2 separate regions of the Mus musculus genome follow, and region 1 is linked to region 2. A link is a contact called in public promoter capture Hi-C data. All regions are on one chromosome and are shown on one strand. The core of a region is the stretch at or near the end of the contact, and the rest is flanking DNA. Distances in the headings are between cores, read along the strand shown. Region 1 holds the start of Brinp3 (bone morphogenetic protein/retinoic acid inducible neural specific 3). Region 2 holds the start of Rgs2 (regulator of G-protein signaling 2).

Region 1 (6,783 bases), core at 1,642-4,141, 2.5 Mb before region 2:
GGTGAGCAAAATAAAAAGAGAACTTTATAGTGGCTTTAAGGTAAGGTTGTATCTGCTGAGCCTCAGACTGCGGATAACATAGCATTCCAAGCCCTGACTCCAAGTTGAAACCCAACTCACTTCACCCGACCGCCCTCCGGATTCTGTGAGTTAGTGGAAGGAGGAAAGGCATGAGTGATGATTAGCAATACTTAAACACTGATCTTAAAAAAAAAAAAAAAAAAAAAAAAGTACTTCAGCTATCCTAAGCCCTACTAAACAGACAGATAACAGCAAAGATCGGGGTTTTTAAAAAGCAGCATCCTGGGGAAGCATCGCGCGCTGTGCTTAGACTCAGCTCACGAAAATAATAAAGAAATTGCAACACAGAACGGTGTTAAGAGATTACAGAAAAAGCAAGTCTTTCTTCCACACAGAAGAGGTTTGGGAGCCCAGGAAAACTAGACAGTCGACGTTGTGGGAGGTTGAAAACCCCTTGTGAACCTCACTCTCCTGGGCTGCAAATGTCCACCGTGAGCCGCAGGGCTGAGAGCGAGCGGAGCCTGCGCCAGCGGGTCGGGACTCCATCCCCACCCTCGCACTCCCGCACCAGCACTGAGCCCTGGACCAGCCAGGCTACTAGGCGCTTTGCCCTCCACGTCCCCAGAACCCAGGAGGCTTAGATATAGCCTAGGGCTGCCGCGGAATCTCCAAGACACACTCGCCTGTTGCTAGCCCTCTGGTTAAAGCATTCTTGGCTGCAAGAGCCTGTCTCTCCTGTCAATTTCCCTCACAGAAGGCAGAGCTCCTGGTTCTAACACAGCAAAACGCACTTACCTAGACAGCGAACGTCTGTGCCTCACTGTGTCACACTGATTAAGCAGAAAACCGTCTGACTGCACTGAAAGTTTTCTCCCTTCTCTCTCTCTCTCCCTCCACCCTTGCGCAACAGCAGTAGTCCTCTAGAGAGGGTATTTGAATTGGCGAATTACACCAAAGCCTCTTTTCTTCAAATGAAGTCACGGACGCTAATGGCCCTGGCTTGTAAGGCAGGACGGACCAAACTGAACTGGCACAGACAGCAGGTAGACTAGCGCTGGGTGAGGGACGCCAAGAGGTGCGGATCACTGTGTGAGCCCCAAATCCTCTCGCACTCGGTGGGAAGCAAAGGGGAAAGCCCTGGAATCTGAGGAGGGGGAGGGAGATGGTGCGATGCTGCAGCTGGAGTACTTTTATGTCTGGAAGCTTTAAAGCCTTTTGAATTAAAAAGAAAGGAATCATTGCCTAGATTGTCGCATCAGCCATCAATGACTGGAACAGTTCTTTCCCAGAAATTAAAAAGAACACCCCCCCCCAAAGGATAAAAAAGAGTCAAAATAACTTAGGAAGGAGAGGCTTAAACAATAGATCCTCACCTCCATCCACCCCAATAAAGGGGGATTGTGCAAAAATTTGTGCTTTACAGATTATGACCATGTGCATGTTTGTGATTGATAATTACCAAACTCTTGGCCAAATGTGAAGTGAAAACCAACATTTAAATGCTCCTCAAAGCAACTCGGAGGAATGAGAAGGATCATCAGTTAAAGACCATAGAAATGTTCATAAAAGCACAAAACAGGGACCATATTAACATACTTATTAAAAAACTGAGGGCAGGGGTGGGCAAGTGTGAAGACGGAGGCAATTACATTTTTCATGTAAAGTCCCTCCCTGAATTTCAATGTGTTAGAACCCAGATAATCAGTGGCTTCTGAGAGCTCTCTTCATCTGAATGGAGACCTCCCTGACCAATTAACTGTCCCCAGCACAATTTACAAAATCTAAATGCATTGCAAAATGCTGCCTAGACAGTAACCATGATGACCAGAACAATGTGCCCAGGAACATATTGGATATTGTGTAAAGAATGATGCTCTCAAAACTCGGGACTCTTCCTGGCCATGTAGTGACATGTCAGTATGTAGGATCCTACTAAATCACTAGACACACTTAACCAAAGTCCTCTCTCAACCATTCAGTTGTTTAGGATGAGATGAACACTTGCTGACCTGGACCACCTTCTAAAGATCAGAGAGACTAGTGAACTTTCTCAAACCCATACATAGCCAGCCCTCCTTCAGAAATACCTATCCTACAGGCATTATCATAGACTAATAGAAAAAAAATACCCCCTCAAATGGCACAATGCTGTGTTCCAAGAGGGGTACATTCCTGGGAGGTGATGTCCACATTACCTGATAGAAACGTATAAGGATTGAGGAATTTCTTTTTAAAGGAGGTATTGGGGTAAGTTATTTCATGGGCTACATCCTACTAGTTCGATCATGTACTAATGGTCACACAAATAAGTATTTGCAATCTGAAATTAACTGAACAAAGAACGCAGAAAAAGACAGAGACAGAGAGAGAGAGAGTGGAGAAAAAGTAGTGCTTATTTTTTAAAAGTAAAAATTAACACAAGTAGTAAAGTACTCATCACATATAAAGAAATACTTACCAGAGGAAAGTTAATGAAGCAAGATGAGTGTGAGAGAAACATATCCACGATTCAAGGAGACATCCCATGATCTTCCAAAGCAGTGTAGAGTGGTGAGCTGCAGGAAAGTAGGAGTTGGAAACACTCAGTAGTTCCTGGTGGCATCTAATCAGGTGAAAGTCACTTATTCCAGGGGCCAAGAACCCAAAAATGTTAAAGAAGTGCTTTCTTTCTTTCTTTTTTTTTTCTTTTCTGAGAATGGTTAACAGTGGGAACCTTTCTTATGATAATCCTCAGGCAAACAAATGTACCAAACTGGAAGTACCCACAAAGTGAGGAAGCTGGGTAACCCAAGAGAACAGGATGAATAAGACAAACAGATCTCCAAAGAGAAGTGAAAGGATGTGTTGTAAACAGGAGTAGACAACTAGTGAGCTAGGCTGTAGTCATCTTCAGAGAGCAGCAGCACTGATTTAGGCTGCTGGGGATGATCCAATGAGAATTCAGGAGAGCAGCGCTTCGGAAATCCTGCAGGATCTTCCCACTCACAGTTCTTTTCAGAGTTTACCTGCACTGGGAATGTTATCATTAGGATTAATAGTATTCCATCAGTGCATTTCACTAGCACTTCCTTGGAATCCTTTCCCTTGCAGAAACTGATCCAGGCATAGTAAGAAAATCGACTTAACACACAGCCCAAATAAACCAGCAGGACCGGTCCCATTGCATTGATCTAATCCTCAGCGATTTTTTTTGCATAGACAGGGGCTGGGAGGTGAATGGTTGAAGGTCGTAGTCACTCAGAGTTTTCGAGGGCGCTATGCTTTGGAGGGTTAGCAAGATGACCAAGAGGCTGATGATGGGTTACCTAGGCGGCAGCAGCCTTCCTAGGTCCCACTTCCTCGTTAAATCATGCAGCCTGTGTTTAAGGCAATTGCTTTCAGTACTGAGCCCCTGCGCTAAAGACCATGCTACAAGAAGCTAGATGTTAGGGCAGTCCGAGAACTGTCCCTGGTCCACTGGGGGTGGGGTAGGAGGGGTGCACGAGTGGCCGTCTGTGCCATGTCTGCCTTGCATTTGATTCCAGCAGTTACCAAGCTAAACTAGAGAAAGAAATAGCTTTGTTGTGGATTGCATTGTCGAGCCATTTTCGTGTCCTGATACCGCATAAACGATCACCTGATCGCTGGATCGATTGGGTAAGATTAGCCTGATCTCTTCTCCCTTTCTCTTTTTGTGACCACCCCCTGCCATCCCTTCGCAGTTCTCTCCCTAAACCTTTCTTTCTCTGCTTCCATCCCTATCTTCTCTTCTCCTTTCCTCTCGGAAATCTACTGTCACTGGGGAACTTGCCTGTTTGAGCTTATAACACTGTAACCGATTTATTTATTTATTTATACCACGGATTGACCATCACCTCCCTTCTAAAAGTATTTTTGGGGTGGAAGATTCTGGGTCCTTATCTTTAGAGATTCTCTGAATGACCCAGAAGGTGTGTAGAGAGTACAGTCAGGTAGGAAAGTCCTTAGTTAGCCCTGGATTCCAGCTCAGTCTTGCTGAAGCTTACAAATTATATATCTGTCTGTTTTAGAAATCGAAAGAGAAGGTAGCTTGGTAATCGATTTATTTGTTGTAGAAACTGAGTTCCTGAATGGTGGAAGGGTTAATCATTTACGGAGGATAAAAATGTTCTTCATAAGTAATCTTATTTTCTGCGGTTGAAAAGGCAACACATTGCTTCTCAGCGACCCATCCCCCACTCCATTCATTTATATCCTTTCTGTATGTAAATCACGGAGGAGCTGGGTCACTGGAAATTTTCTTTTCCTCTTTCTTAGGAGAGTAGAAGCCTGCAAATGTGAAATTGGGGGCGGGGGGGGGCGCTTTGGAAACAATATCAACATTTTAAGGTCCTTCCTATCTTGTATAAAAATACTCACAGGTAAAGTATCTTTGGTTTCTTAAGGATTCCTCTCACCTTTAACTCTTTCTTTTCTGGAAATGATGTGAATTTTGGTGTAGCAGCTCATGTTAAATATACTATAAGCACACTTTAGCTAGCTCTGTTTTAAAATTAATACTGTTTCAGCTATAGTAATAATGCTATTGGTTGTTTTACCCCATCTTACAGGAAAGATAACATTAGAAATATTTTATTAAGTATGTATCTTAGTTCCAATTCGTATATCTGATCCACTGTCCCAATTGAATATTTGCTGGTCGTGATAAAGATTTCTGGCTTGCCCAAAGTCTATAGCACACCCACTTGTGAATGGTTATCTTGAAGGGAGGGCATGTACAAACTTGTGAAGGAGCTGAACAGCTCTTTGATAGTACTGCGATTATATTCTGCTAAATGTGGAGAATAACAAGTCTTGAAACTGGCATGAACTTGGATTATAAGTGCAAGCTGACGATTTTGGATCCAAAGTATTACACGATGATGCCAAATAGAAAGCATTGCAATTTTGAATTACCAAATATGTTTCACTGTCAAAACATGTATATTAATTTTTCTCTGTTGTTAATCCTAGTGTGGTACCTTATCTCCAAATTTCAATAATAAAAGATACGCTAATTAGTGTAAACATGCATGTCTTTTGCAAACATGAGGACTTCATTCTCAACATAAATATATATTGAAATTCTATTGATTAAAAACAAATTTATGATAACCATCATTATAGAAGTCTGTACTATAACATAAAGAAAGGAAGAGAGCCAAGTGCCATGCATCTGAAACAAATTGAAATATGTGTGCTCAAGTATCTGTAGTGTTTATTACTGTCAAAGACTGCAAAACACAAACATTTTGTGATGTAGCTTTCCTTTTTCTTTTCAGGATGCACACTGTCCTGAATGCTCTGACAAAGTAGAAAATTTCTTTGGTGTCTCATTGTATAACAGGATGGAGTATTTCTGTGTATCTCTGTGTTTATTACATAGGCTGACAAATTTTGCCAAGAGGACCTGAGGATACATAAAATGCTGATATCAATATCTTGAGATATGCTCACTACCAATACAGCTTAACAACTGTGTCAAATACAGTCCATACTTTCTTTCTCTGAGAACCACAGAACGCTGTCCAAGGACACTTACCTAACTGACAGTTAAGAGGAATGTGCTATTTATTTAGGACCCAGTCTGACTTTTGTCAGACAATTGAAACACAGTTTTATTTTATAGGCATCCACAGTGATGTACTCTTGTACTCTGTATTTGTAGCTGTGGTGAACTGAGGCAAGCTTAGACTGAGTATTAAGACCTTGACTCAACAAGCATTGTGTTTATGTGGTGTATATTTGTGTGTGTGTGTGTGTGTGTGTGTGTGTGTGTGTGTGTGTGTGTGTGTAATGTTCTTAACTTTTTAAAAGGCCATGAAAAGAAAAATTCATTCGATGAGTCTTAGAAACGTAAGAAAAGTTTTGTATTTTTAAAAATATTATTAATTAATTTATATGTTAGAGTAAGCTGTTAAACTATATGATTACTCAAATATACCTTCATGTAATGTCATAGACATTGTGTCCCCTGTCTTGTTTTCAGAGCAAATGTCTTTTTTACAATGCCTTGTGAATGTAAGATGTTTTGGTTCTAAGCTGAGAGGGTAGCTTCTTTCATTCCAGGGTGCTCATCTGAAGGTGCTCATTTAGTGGATTTCAAGCAAGTGATGGGTGTTCTTTGCCTTCTTGTCGTATCTTCCTTCATAGCTACAAATAAATATATTTCACATATTACCTCACTAAAAAAATCTGCCACAGCAGCATTCAAATGATTTAATGCTAGAGATGGATTGTAGAATTAGAGAAGGTTCTTCATATAGCTGGATCTGTGGATTGGTCATTCAGAGCCCCCTCTGAAAAAACAGAAACACATTCATATTCTTTTTATATTATTTGGTTGTGTGTGTGTGTGTGTGTGTGTGTGTGTGTGTGTGTGTGCAGAAGCTCACATGGGGAATCACCTTTTCCACCATGTAGGGTTCCAAGATTGACCCCTCACTTTTGGGGCTTGGTGATAAGAATTAACCCTGCTGTGCTGTCTCAACATTGTCCTCAAAATAAATACAGAAATCATGCTGCAGGTTGCTTACACAGAAAGTATCTATATGTCATGTTATTTTTAATATTAAATCTAAGTTATAAGAAAATATAAAATTAAGAACCCATTAAGGAAAATTTTATATATGTATATGAACTGGATATGTAAATATGAATATATATTATTACTTACAGATGAAATTTGACACAAATTTATGCATGCATATTTGTCCTCACTACAATATTGAAGTTTACTTACTTTAGTCTCCTTGCTGTTTACTT
Region 2 (7,320 bases), core at 205-2,704:
ATTTTATTAACACAAGCTTAATAAATATGTATTAAATCGTCAGAAATTAAAGCAAATGTAGAAACAGTGCAGATCTTTTCGGCTTATTAAAAATTTCATCTTACAGATTCATAAGCATGCTATCAAGTATTTGTTGCTAAAATCGAAATGATATTCCTTCTATAATAAGGCTATACCAATCTTCTTCATTAGCGACTGCAGACTTTGATCTCTGACTCAAACTACCCTCAGCTTGTCACAATGTGTTGCTTGGTTCCCAGTTTGAGAATGGGTCTTCATTTTCCTTTTAGTAGATCTAGTATGAATCAGAATAACTAGAGCCTAAGCCGTACCTTTTTGTTAGTCTGTTCAGACTTTATGGGAAAACCACTTAGGTATTCCGCCGCATCATTCTGGTAACATAGGAAGCTGAATCAGTTTGTAGTTGAAGTCATGTATTAGTTCTTACAAATCAGGGCTTATTAAACCCTGCAGGAGCAGAGACAGGGGTTCTCACAAATGAAGCTTACCCAAACAAATTCTTTACACCAACCGGCTCTCACATCTAGCTCTAGCCCCCACTGCACCGCCACCTTAACTTAAGCAGTTGAACATCTAGTAATTCCTAAATCTGTTCAACCGTGAATGACTCATGAGGAAATCCTGATTCCTTACGCTCTGAAACTACACATGATCCGTGTGCAGCAGAACTGCGAGATCCTGGGTTTCCCTTTGTATTTCTCACCTATCTCTCTGATCTTTGCTGTGCCCCGCAGGAGATGCCCCTCGGGTCTCCTGGGGAACGACCCTGCAAAGCCACAGCCTGCTGCAGCCATGCATTTAAAGATCAAAACTGCAGAACTGGTTAAAACACCAGGTTTTAATAGAAACTTTCTCCCGCTTCCTCCCTGAGTAGCGTGGAATTCCCTTTAGGAATTCCAAGGTGCCTGAGCGAGCTACAGCACCTTACTCAACAGTCCATATTTCAGGTTTTTCTAGTTGTTTGATTTCCTTCTCTAAAATAGGTAGAGTTGCTGAGTGCAGCCAGCAGGGCTCTCCCCATCCCAGCTGCAGTTTATGGGTGTCCGGATGAACAATAGATACAAAGGTGGGGCGCGCGCGAACACACACACACACACGCACACGAGTAAAAGGTACGGTCTTCAGTAAAGGAAAAGCCAAGAACTCGGAGACCCTTCACCGCGTGGCTGCCCGAAGTGCCTACCAAATCTCTCTGTGTCCCCGCCCGCCACCTCCCACCCTGTGTGCGCACGAGGATGCGGCGCCTACGTCAACAGCGCCCTCGCTTCCAGGCCCTTCGGGGGCTGCCGTGACTGCCACAGGCCGGGGCGACTCCGCCCTCGTGCCGTCTGCAGCGAGCCAATCCGCGCTCTCTTGGGGCGTGGCTGACGCCTCCAGGTCCCGCCCCTATGCCGCCGCCCGCCTTAAAAGCCCGCGGCGCGCTCCCGGCCTCAAACAGCTGCGGTGGCCGCGGGAGTCTGAGAATGCAAAGTGCCATGTTCCTGGCTGTCCAGCACGACTGCGTACCCATGGACAAGAGTGCAGGCAACGGCCCCAAGGTCGAGGAGAAGCGGGAGAAAATGAAGCGGACACTGTGAGTATGCCCTGTCTCCCGAAGAGCTCTTCATACCCAGCCTGGCTTTGCTGCTAGGGACCTACCTTCCCTCGATCTCGGCTTTGAATGCTCTCTAGTCTGCACCTCTGCAGAGAAAGTGTGGGGGCTTGGGGGGTGGGGGGTTAGCTTGCTAGATATGGTGGTATTTGCTTTTTTTCTATGTGAGCTCCGAGAGTTTAGGAACTATAGGAAATGGTTGAAGAAGGTGGCGGTAGATGATCTGAGAAGGGCTGGTTGGCTTTTTGTTCTGCATTTAATGTGGCATCAGAATCCTGTAGCTGAATAACGTCCACCGGCGTCTGGACGTTGCATTGTTAGTTCTGAGCTGCTTGCATAGCTGCTGGGTGGAGATGTTTGAGTTGATTCGCAATGTATGAGATCCATTTTTAAATCATAAAGTAGGGCTCACCCAGTCACGACTATGGAATGAGTAATTTGCTCTGCAGTATCTGCTGCGGAGAAGCACTGTGGGCGGTCGCAGAGGGGAGCTAGGGAATCCATCACACACACACACACACACACACACACACACACACACACACACACACACCTATGCATTGTCTCTGGCATAGTGCAGACCCTCCTACCCCCAGTGCAGAAAGGGAAGAAACATCAGCTGGGTCAAGACTGCTGTTCTCAATTGAAAAATGACAGCAAGCTGTAGTTTAACCATGCAGAAAATCCACTACCTGTTTATTAGGTCAGAAATAACTGGTGAAAATTTAAAATACCCTGGCTGTTATGTAGTCCTATCCTGCTTGTAAAGCTCATTATAGTCGGATGAATGGATAAAACTGTGTTCTGAGGTGCTGGGTTTAAAAGCTAAGAGGGAGAGACTCATCTGCTTTGTTTGTAGCTACTGCAGCTGATGATAGTTTGACCGTTCAAGAATTGCCACTTGAAGTATTTTTTTTTTCTCTCTTTTTTTTTCCAGCTTAAAGGATTGGAAGACCCGTTTGAGCTACTTCTTGCAGAATTCCTCTGCTCCTGGGAAGCCCAAAACTGGCAAGAAAAGCAAACAGCAAACTTTTATCAAGTAAGTTTCGGATCCTGTAGTTACAGAGATGAATATCTAACCAAGCCAAGCAAAAGGGGAAGGGGAACTGATGTGTGTTGGGGAGCTCATTTGCGGAACTTCTCTTGCAGGCCTTCTCCTGAGGAAGCGCAGCTCTGGGCAGAAGCATTTGATGAACTGCTGGCCAGTAAATGTAAGTTCACCTCTTGAATGTGATCTCTCACCAGTATCTTTAAAAGCCTAGAAATGATTGCAAGAAGTGCATTAGACATTACCACCACTGACAGTTCAAAGCCTCTTTTTCTTTCCCTTATATCACTGGGTTTAATCATGGGGAAGCAAGAGGTATTCACCTCAGGTGGGGAAGAAAAGTTAGCCTAAAAATTAAAATGCCAGTTACTCAGGCTGTGGTTGAGTCAGCTTTTCCATTGCATAGAATATTTTCAAAAGCCCTAGTTCCTAGTGAACTTATGGCCTATAAACACTGGTCTTGCAGTGCCAGTGAAGTTAAGTATACTTTTGTTGCAGACTACAAACTTAAGCATTTTTGCCTACTGGCATCTTAGTGCTTAAAGAGCCAGACCTAGAGAATGACAGGCTTGAATGAAGTCTAGGAAACTGATCATTTTGTGCAGAAGAACTGTGTATAATTCGGTCGTTCCATTCATGCTGCTTTTCCTGTGCTTCCAGATGGGCTGGCTGCATTCAGGGCGTTTTTAAAGTCCGAGTTCTGTGAAGAAAACATTGAATTCTGGTTGGCTTGTGAAGACTTCAAAAAAACCAAATCACCCCAAAAACTGTCCTCAAAAGCAAGGAAAATCTATACCGACTTCATAGAGAAGGAAGCTCCCAAAGAGGTAAGAAGACAGGCGCCTCAGATCACCTTCAACACTGTTGAAACCTGAGACTTGAATACACCACATTCAAGCACAAGTGAGAAGAGCCCTGTGCGCCTCTCATCCCAGCTGTCCTAACATTTAAGTTTCTCCAAAGTTGACAGTTATAACTGATCACAAGTTACACCTTTATGTTTTATTATTAAGCATCAATCTGCAGTGTTGACTAGCCAATAAATGGACTTTTGTTTTGTTCTTTCAGATAAACATAGACTTCCAAACGAAATCTCTGATTGCCCAAAATATCCAAGAGGCTACAAGTGGCTGCTTCACCACAGCTCAGAAGAGGGTGTACAGTTTGATGGAGAACAATTCTTATCCTCGGTTCTTGGAGTCCGAATTCTACCAGGACTTATGTAAAAAGCCACAGATCACCACGGAGCCCCATGCTACATGAGACCAGGAGTCCCCCCACACACAAAGGACATTCCATTCTGTCTCCCAAGAGCAAAGGCTGTGACCTGCCAGAAAAAAAAAAAAAACTGACCTTGAATTCAGCCTGAGTGTTAGGAAAACATCGCTCAGAACTATTGATTCAATGTTGGGTAGTGAATCAGGAAGTCAGCAACCTAGGAGAGGCTCTGTGTGAGAACGGCTTCCCTCACTGTGTGAAGAACAGAGGGAGGGAACAGGCCTCTGAATGTGTTCTTCCTCCTTGTCGGGAAAGCAGAGTTTGAGATGAAAGATCCGATGCAATGTTGTTGGAGCATTTAAAATCAATAGGTCTGGGATTATGTGGCCTTAGCTAGTTGGCTGTACACCTTCCCTAAACTAGTCCATGTTACCACATAGTGGTGTTAGTTCTAGTTTTAATATTTTAGTACTAAGTAACATTACAATGTTTACTGTGTGCAAGGGTGTTGACGTTCTTAGGACTACAGATCATTAGTACTAGTGTGTCACGTATCACTGAAACTGAGAAGTATGTTTGAGTTGTTAAATGGTGTGTGTGATGGACCGAATGCTGTGCCGTGCTGTAGAACCAGCGTCTGTTACGAGTGCCAAAAACTGTCTTGCGGGCAGCTAAACTTTGAAGTGGTTTTTGAATACTTTTAATAAATTTATTTTGCTAAATAATGTCATTGAACATTTGGAAGTCCCGATGTGGTTCTGTTGTTTGATTTCAGTAACTGGAAATATGTCAGCTATCAGAGAAAAGAACTTTCTAGCAAAGAGGTATCAGTGTGGATCAATTGTTGTACCTGCCCACTGAGAAATCAACAGCTGAGAAGTGGGAAATGCTTGCTTCGAGGAAGATGTTCTCCTTAAACCTATAGACATTATGTAGTCTTAAAAACATCAGACCACATTCCTAGAACCACTCATTGTGAAAGTCAAATGTGTTATTTAATAAAAGAAAAAGAAAAAAAGAGCATTGACCTGTGTGTTAAGGACCAGCTAAATATTAGTAAGTAAAGTTACAGGGCCAAACAGCCTAAGAAAAGGAAAAGGTTCGTGTAAATGTGGGCCTGCCTGGCGTATGCTTGGTTCCAGACACCTGGCATGGGCAAGAACCTGGTCAGTTCTTTCTTCTGTGATGGGGCAATACGAAAACCCCAAGTTTCCTGCACCTCCTGCCTTCATTTGGCTAATAATCTGTGCTACTCTGGGTAACACTGAAGAAGAAAGCAAGTGCTTTGCTTGCACTAAATGCAGGAATATGTTCTAGCTGAGAAAAGCCTTCATTCTGGCTAATTTGGAGGAATTCCCTTTCTGAAGCAAATTTTCTATATCTGGAAGTTTTAGTAAATGGGAGGAGATGGGGGGCACCCTCAGCTTGAAATTGGAAGACCTTAACTCAATGACATCCCATCGCTTTGTGTCCCTGGGCCCTCCCTGGATACCTCTCTACCCATCTCCCTAATATACACAATAATGGGGACTTGAGAATTGGAACATACTAAATGGGTAACTTTTTATCTATTTGCCAAAAGAAATAGTCTTTATGACTACCCTAATTCACACCTTTAACCAGATGTCTGGAACAAGCACAAGTACAGGAGGGACAACCTGGCTCATTTCTGTATCACCAGAAGCCAGAATGACATATAACAGGTACAGAATAAAATAAATACCGTTGGCATAAGTGAGTTCTGAATTCATTGAAACAGTGATACTGTGATGGAAATATGACAAATATGCCAGGTCTCTATAGCGCTTAATTCATAAAGGCTTTGCCTAACAAATCTCCTTTGCCATTAAGTTCCATTTACCTCACACTCTGTGCAGCTTTTCCTCAGTCCCCAGTCTGATAGAAGATGCCACCATGCCTGCAGTTAACCCACCACTCTCTGCTACCTCCTACACCTTATATAGTTCCTTCTTAACGCTAGTGATGCTTTCAACACACAAACCTGATCTTGCCTCCTGTCACTTACCAACCGCTGACGGCTCTCCTGAACATTAAGATGAAAGCAGCATTCCTAATATAGCATAACCCCACAGGGCTGACTTCCTCTTACGTTCCAACCTGGTACACAATCCCCTGCACCAGCATTGCTGGCCGCCTTCCATTTGCTTGAAGATGCTATGTCCCTCAGCCCCAGGGAATCTTTCTGTCTAATGGTTCCTCTCCGCAGTGTAATTTTAGCTCTTGCTCACCACACACCTATCAATGCAATTGCCACTTCCCCAGGGAAGTGGACTCTGATCTCCTACCTAGACCACATCTCGTTTTAGATGTTGTCACAGCAATGGGTTCTGTAATTTAATACTTAATAAAGGTATTTCTCATTTTTCATAATTGTTTGATAATTTTAACTTTTTCAGTTAGATTATGAAAAGCACAAGTGAAGATCCTGTGCCTCTCTCTCTCTCTCTCTCTCTCTCTCTCTCTCTCTCTCTCTCTCTCTCTCTCTCTCTCCCCTCTCTGCAGATTCCAGCATCTGTTATACAGCTTGAGCAAGATGGATGGATAAATAGATGAATGGACGGACGGACGGATGGATGTTGGAAGAAACTGTACGGAATTAGTGAGATAGGAAGTATCTGTCAATGCACAGAAAGATAAAGACAAATTTTACTAGGGATTTTTTTGTTTGTTGTTGGGTGGATTTTTGTTTGTTTATTTTTTGTTTGTTTAAGGAAGAGATCAGATTATAATTCCCAAGCTAGTCCTAAATTACTACACTTGAGTGATTCCCCTGTCTCCAGGCTCTGAAGTATACGGGACTGCAGGCATATTTCACAATACCTAGCTTTTTTTTTTTTTTTTAAGTACAAGATTTGAAAATTCCAGTCTCGAATGGGAATGGTTGTAGATATTTTCAGAACTTTTTCATTTGACAATCAATCAATAAATATTTTTAACTAGGCATATTCCCCATGCCATTTGACCTTTGGTAGAAAGAAAAAGCCAGTAATAAAAATAATAAATAAATCAAAAGTTTCAACTTGCAGTGCTTTTGAAAGCATAAGCTTTATTGAGATGGTATTTTCCATGGCCTCTCGTGTGGAACAAACTGAAACAGATTTCAGATTAGAAACCACATACCTCCACAAATAAGTATAACTTACTGTTCCAGTTTCCCACAGTTCAAACACTCTGGACAGACAGTCCATTCATTTTGATAATTCTTCATTGTGAATGTATTTTAATGCCAAAGATTTTTCAAAATATAGTCATTTCACACAATCACCATAAAATAAATATAGCAAAAGTTGTTTTTATTGTCATGTGAGCACAGTGGGACAACAAATAACTTTCAGTGAAATAACCCAAAATGTAGTAGGAAAAACTTGTGTGGTACTTTTGTGCTGTCTGATTGTAGTATTCCATTGTTTGGATCTGGAGA

Evidence for each region. Promoter capture Hi-C pulls out the DNA fragments that hold promoters and counts their contacts.
Region 1: a promoter capture Hi-C map of hippocampal neurons shows a contact between it and region 2, with 8 times the contacts expected there. The contact joins the promoter of Brinp3 here to the promoter of Rgs2 in region 2. A contact is called at or near these places in 1 of 39 promoter capture datasets (hippocampal neurons) and 2 of 115 datasets of contacts at active chromatin or transcription factors (astrocytes and embryonic forebrain).

The regions. Positions count from the first base shown.
Region 1 is chr1:146,491,774-146,498,556 of GRCm38.p6, reverse strand. Brinp3 (bone morphogenetic protein/retinoic acid inducible neural specific 3) reads right to left here and starts at 2,891. Exons shown (of 8, transcript NM_153539.3): 1 at 2,480-2,891. It overlaps Gm29514 (predicted gene 29514), which reads left to right and starts at 3,395. Exons shown (of 4, transcript NR_166160.1): 1 at 3,395-3,657.
Region 2 is chr1:143,998,283-144,005,602 of GRCm38.p6, reverse strand. It overlaps Rgs2 (regulator of G-protein signaling 2), which reads left to right and starts at 1,454. Exons shown (of 5, transcript NM_009061.4): 1 at 1,454-1,594; 2 at 2,550-2,651; 3 at 2,762-2,823; 4 at 3,321-3,487; 5 at 3,729-6,265. The coding sequence starts at 1,485. The coding sequence ends at 3,923. Gm41964 (a long non-coding RNA gene) reads right to left here. Exons shown (of 4, transcript XR_878589.2): 4 at 6,932-7,320.